Regions from separate parts of the Mus musculus genome. Here region 1 is linked to region 2. A link is a contact called in public HiChIP or PLAC-seq data. All regions are on one chromosome and are shown on one strand. Each heading gives the region's core, a stretch centred on a gene start, on an enhancer-like site or on the middle of the called end of the contact. The rest is flanking DNA. Distances are from core to core; before and after follow the strand shown. Region 1 has its middle 66 kb from the start of Gm52667. Region 2 overlaps Pde4b (phosphodiesterase 4B, cAMP specific).

Region 1 (2,869 bases), core at 156-2,655, 140 kb after region 2:
ATTTCAAATGTTAACCCCCTTTCCAGTTAAACTCCCTACCTCCTCCCCCATCACCCCTGCTTCTATAAGGGAGCTCCCCCACCCACTCACCCCCATCTCACCACCATAGCGTTTTCTTGTGTTGGAGCATCAAGTCTCCACAGGACCAATTGATGCTAGATAAGGCCATCCACCACTACATACGCAGCTAGAGCCATGGGTCCCTCCATGTGTACTCTTTGGTTGGTGGTTTAGTCCCTGGGAGCTTTTTTGGGGGGGGTCTGGTTGGTTGATATTGTTGTTCTTCCTGTGGGGTTGCAAACCCCTTCAGCTCCTTCCCCTAACTCCTCTCCAATGGGGTCCAAGAGAGGAATTTGGTGATGGGCTGTCAGCAGCCAACACTGATAATCCTGAAAGGATTTTAGAATCCTAAATGGAACCGAAAAGAAAGCAGATGCCCAGGAGCTGTTCACTAAGGTGACAGAACAAAGGGTCATGTGCTCAGGACAGCGACCTTCAATGCTTCCCCCTCTCTTAGAAATTCATGCACCTCTTACTGAGCATTCATTGTCCGGCCAATGTGTCCAGCATGTTGCATGGATTTGTATGTCATCAGACAGAACCCCCCCCCCCCCACCATAGGTATTATCATCTTCCTTTTCTGATGAAGAAATCAAGGTCCCTGATATGTTCAGAAGCCTAGAAAAGTGTTTAATACGTATAAGATGTGTTTGTCTCTAAGGTCAATCCAACCTAAAGACTGTTTCCCAACAGCTTTCTCTCTATGGTTGTGAATTATGCTGCTGCTCTCAGGGGAAGGCATCAGTCTCTGCCCACCCAGCCCTTACTTCAAGGCAATGGTTTTTTCTACCACAGTGTGAGATTCCTTTCTAGCTCTCCACAATTCTCTTGTTGGCTTGATTAAAAAAAAAATGAATTTTTACTTTATTCCAACCAAAGTTCCATAGAATACAGTCCTTTGAATAAATATGATTTCAGGCATTCAATATATTGGGGGCCCACTATGTGCTGGCTGTGTGTGTATATTCTCTTAGACAGCCCTAGAGGATGAGAGTTTTTATCCTGGTTTTACGAATGAGGAAAACAGAGGCTTAGACAATTCAATAACTTCCCCCCATGATCAAACAGCTTAGGTTTAAACACAGATCTGCCCTGCATTGACAGAGCTATGTTCCCTCCCTCTCTGTTATTAAACAAATATGTATTAAGGTCCTACGTGCTGCCAGCACTCTGTAGGAATGTTCAGGGAGAAAGCTGTGTCTGGGACACGTGAGTGCCATGCAGCCTTCTCGGCGGTTGTGTTGTGGATAAGCAGCTACAAACACGGGGCTCACGGAAACTCTGAGTGAAGTGGTCAGTGAGGAATGTGGGCCAGCAGAACGTGGTTGCTTCTGGAAACAGCAGCTGCTCAGCCGCAGCCGGATGTTGTTACATGAGAGCATCAACCCAAATGGCCCCTTCCTTGCTTGAAGAGTAGCCACAAATCTGTATTTTATGTGAACTATCTCAATACCTTAAAATTGCAGGCTATTCCAAACCTGCAATCATAGTTACAGTGGATATAACAAGAGGTCTGGGTGGAACAGCAGCCACGGGAGTCACCAATGTCATCGGACCCTGACGCGCACCACCAACTCAGATGAATTCACATCTGTCTCCTGTGGAAAGATCTAATTGGAAGACTATGTAAATTCAACACACTCAGAGATTTTGCCCACATTCTAAGATGTTTCACTCATCTCCATGTCTCCAAGTTTTCTCGACAGAAGACCCCCTCCAGCCTCTGCAGGATCTTGCCCTCACTCACCAGTGCTCTATTCTTTCCCTGAGACTGAGTTATCCCCTGACCTTCTGGCAGGAAATGACTCGATTGTTGGTGTTTGCAAACAGCAATACAAGGCTACGTGACCACCGCTCACAACCTCCTGTCCCTTCTCATTCCTACTGCCACCAGATGGTTCTGAGATAATGCCACGTCTTTCCTGCAAAAAAATATAACATCCCCTAACCATTCTACTAGCCCATCTGACCACACGAGGAAGGCAGTATGTCAACACCACCCACTCACTATCCTTGCTTCCCCTCTCTTATCTTTTGAGAACGAGTGAGAGGCCGTGCTCTGGTCACATTCCAAAGAGTCAATCATATACCATGCAGAGAGTTCAGGGGCTCACGTAGACAGTATCAGTGTGTAGACTTAGAGTTCCGGCCCACCCAGGGATGTTTGTAGTATGTTTGGGACTGCCCTGTCCCTACCAAAATGACCTGTGATGCCAATCTCACTCCTTTCCTCAGCTGCTTCTATCAGAGTTTCTAACCAAGCACATCACTTATAGTTCTCCTGAGAGACAAAACCATCTCACAACCTGTATCCCAAACCAGGCTTCGATATCTTCTTCCAGCCCCTCCGCTGGCCTTCAGTACAACTCCAATAGCATTGATACGCCACTAGCTTTGCTGATAACATAGCATATATTAGTTAGTAGTAGACAGAACAATCCAGGTGACCTGGGATTATTATAGGCTAGAAGAAGCAGCTTGCCATTTGGAATCACTACCTTCTTTAGAGTAAACAGTGCTCTGAAGACCCTAGAAAACTCAGTGGATGCCTGAGTACATTGTTGGCATGGGCAGACGCTGGAGCTTAAAATCATATATTTGATTTATAAATTCCCTTCAAACAGGATATATGTTATCGTTTGAAAGGTTTTCAAGGGACTAATTTGGATCATGAAATGGGAAGCAAGTCATTTCTATTCTCACTTTACAGATGTATCGGAGATGGTGAGTTATGGTGACGTGCACAACCACAAAGGCTCTAGCCCATTATTGAAAGTGTCCTGCTTGCATGCCAAGACTCCACTGAACC
Region 2 (2,938 bases), core at 184-2,683:
GAGGCCGGTGAGGCAACAGCCCCCTTGTAGTGAAAGGCCTATGAGCTGTTTTGCGAGCTGCAGGTGAGCAGTGCTTCAAAACATCCTGTAGGGAGACCATCAAGAGGTGTCTGGTTTGCAAACCATCTCAGGAGCTTGAGAGTTAGTAGCATTAACACCTTCAGAAAGAAAGACAACACTAGAGAACCTAACTAAGCAAGCAGCTAGGGGCAACTGTGGCCTCCTGTGCATATAATCTCAAGAGCATGGACTGACAGCAGTGAAGGCTTGGTGGGCAATTAATAAATATTTGCAAATTGCCTGACAGGGCTTAGTGGATGCTTGTGGGATGAGGCAGAGAAAAGCTTTCCACCGGGCCAGCATGCTGCATCTGGAATTAACATCGTTCATTAACGATTAGGCTCTTCCGTCTGTTACACACAGCAATGTCCGTGAAAGCATTTTGTAACTATACTATACAATAGAAACATAAGTTGTACAGACTGCAATAGGGCCAGTCATACAAATCTTAAAGAGGCAGAAGACAGGCAGGCAACTGCCTAATTACCATAATAAAGATCCACTACTGAGGGCTACCTCATTGCTCACAGAACCCCGTATGCAGATGAAGAAGTTAAGACACAGCTTGTTTAACTCTCATGGATGATAATACTATCTTAGAAACAAGACAACACTGGCCAGAGGCAGTAGGTGTGCTTCCAATGACTGCAGTTCTAATCTGTAGAAGACAGGCTCAAGGCAACTATTAGTGCAAGACAATTCCACATATTGTAATGAAACAGAGAAATGGGGAGTAAGTTAAAACTCAGAGTATGGTGGTAAGAATCAGCATTTTTTATTGCATTTTAAAAAGCCATTTCATGGTTAAGATATGACCTACACACTCAATTCCAAGATCCAATTGCAAGATGTCATTCCATACTTGGGAGTCCTCAAGTTAGTTTGTAAGGGTGTAATGTTCCAATTCTGTCACTAGAGGGTGCTTGTGTAACAGTTCTGAAAATTCCACTTTGCTGTTGAGATGCTTAAACTGCTTTCTCCAGTGAGCTGGGAAATCAACCAGTCAATCGATCAATCAATCAATCAGTTTCCATAGTCAAATATTTTTCTATTGCAATTGAAGTCTATTCTTAACTTACAAAATAACATATTATGATTTCAAAATAGTTTTGTAATCTAGATTTTTTGTTTGTTTGTTTCATTTTACTTAGTTTCTTCCTTGATACTTGCTCTACATCTGCTTATATCTCTATTGGCTATTATTTGACCTACAGCATTAGGTTAGTCACTCTAACGATCTTACAGAGCCAGTGCAGGTGATCTGCCAATATACCTCCTCCCTCCCCGCAAAGTTTCTGAATATCCTGCTGTCAGAACTCCAAAAGGAAGTCCCCTGGGAAAGCTTTGCTGATGCTGTGCTGTGCTGTGTTGTGCTGTGTTGTACTGAGCTGTGCTGAGCTGCGCTGAGCTGTGCTGTGCTGTGCTGTGCTGTGCTGTGCTGTGCTGTGCTGAGCTGTGCTGTGCTGTGCTGTGCTGTGCTGTGCTGTGCTGTGCTGTGTGTGCTGTGTGTGCTGTGCTGTGCTGAGCTGTGCTGTGCTGTGCTGTGCTGTGCTGTGCTGTGCTGTGCTGTGCTGTGCTGTGCTGTGCTGTGTGTGCTGTGTGTGCTGTGCTGTGCTGCCCTGTGCTGTGCTGCGCTGCGCTGCACTGCGCTGTGCTGTGTGTGCTGTGCTGTGCTGTGCTGTGCTGTGCTGTGCTGTGCTGAGCTGTGCTGTGCTGTGCTACGCTGCGCTGGGCTGGGCTGGGCTGGGCTGGGCTGGGCTGGGCTATGCTGTGTTATGCTGTGTTGTGCTGTGTTGTACTGAGCTGTGCTGAGCTGTGCTGTGCTGTGCTGTGCTGTGCTGAGCTGTGCTGTGCTGTGCTGGGCTGCGCTGGGCTGCGCTGGGCTGCGCTGGGCTGCGCTGCGCTGGGCTGGGCTGGGCTGGGCTGGGCTGGGCTGGGCTGGGCTGGGCTGGGCTGGGCTATGCTATGTTATGCTGTGTTGTGCTGTGTTGTACTGAGCTGTGCTGTGTTGTACTGAGCTGTGCTGTGCTGTGCTGTGCTGTGCTGTGCTGTGCTGTGCTGTGCTGTGCTGTGCTGTGCTGTGCTGTGCTGGGCTGGGCTGTGCTGGGCTGCGGTGGGCTGCGCTGGGCTGCGCTGGGCTGCGCTGGGCTACGCTGGGCTGTGCTGCGCTGTGCTGTGCTGTGCTGTGCTGCGCTGTGCTGTGCTGTGCTGTGCTGTAGTGTGCTGTGCTGAGCTGCGCTGTGCTGTGCTGTGCTGTGCTGTGCTGTGCACCCTCTTTAATTGTGAATTTCTATAGTCATACTCCCTCTCCAGATCACTTGCCCCACATCAGCTCCATGTGAGTTGATATGCCTGTGTCTTATTGGATGATTTGACACCCAGCTCAGTGTGTGTTGCACTGTCTGTCTCCCTAAATGACTTGACTTCCATTCCGTAATTAAACACCAGATATCCAGGGTCACTGAAGATCTGCATAACTCTGAATCAATTTCCCTGGGCTCCAACTCACCCTTGCATATTATGAACTATGTCAGCTTTATCTCGAAAATCTGGACAGGAAGATCTTTCACCCATCTGGACGTTTGCCATATGAAAATGCAGGCAGTTGGGGTGCAAGTTACCACATGCCATTTCTAACAATCATTTCTGACTCCATTTTTATTCTCTCTGCTTTTAGTCCCTTTCTGAAACCCCTGAGCCTCTCCTCTGGCCTCCTTAACTACAGATACTGCCATGAACAAAGTCATCCCCCCACCATAGCTCTCCCTCCCGCCTTGGCGAAGCCTAACTCTGTAGTATCAATCCCTTGTTAACACCACCATCCTAGTCCGTAGTGCCACCTGGGTGACCCTGATCACCTTAAACTCAGCATGTACCC

Evidence for each region. HiChIP or PLAC-seq counts read pairs in DNA pulled down with a chosen protein or histone mark.
Region 1: an H3K27ac HiChIP or PLAC-seq map of heart atrium shows a contact between it and region 2, with 5 read pairs. The contact joins two enhancer-like sites. A contact is called at or near these places in 7 of 39 promoter capture datasets (the 3T3-L1 cell line, HPC-7-derived erythroid cells, hippocampal neurons and 3 more), 3 of 15 datasets of contacts at CTCF or cohesin (CD8 T cells, large pre-B cells and pro-B cells), 50 of 484 Hi-C or Micro-C datasets (the 3T3-L1 cell line, 3T3-L1-derived adipocytes, B cells and 28 more) and 14 of 115 datasets of contacts at active chromatin or transcription factors (the 230-238 cell line, CD8 T cells, the HPC-7 cell line and 10 more).

Annotation. Positions count from the first base shown.
Region 1 is chr4:102,634,141-102,637,009 of GRCm38.p6, forward strand. No RefSeq gene overlaps it. Among named protein-coding and RNA genes, the nearest start is that of Gm52667, 66 kb to the left of the region's middle. Within about 2 kb of position 1,406, at least 55 of the 459 cell types and tissues checked have an H3K27ac peak or open chromatin away from gene starts, as enhancers often do. A contact at or near this core is called in group 2 innate lymphoid cells, heart atrium, memory CD8 T cells and 2 more, where this site is marked.
Region 2 is chr4:102,492,553-102,495,490 of GRCm38.p6, forward strand. The region is part of intron 2 of Pde4b (phosphodiesterase 4B, cAMP specific); the gene reads left to right. Among named protein-coding and RNA genes, the nearest start is that of Gm52668, 21 kb to the right of the region's middle. Within about 2 kb of position 1,434, at least 40 of the 459 cell types and tissues checked have an H3K27ac peak or open chromatin away from gene starts, as enhancers often do. A contact at or near this core is called in group 2 innate lymphoid cells, heart atrium, memory CD8 T cells and 2 more, where this site is marked.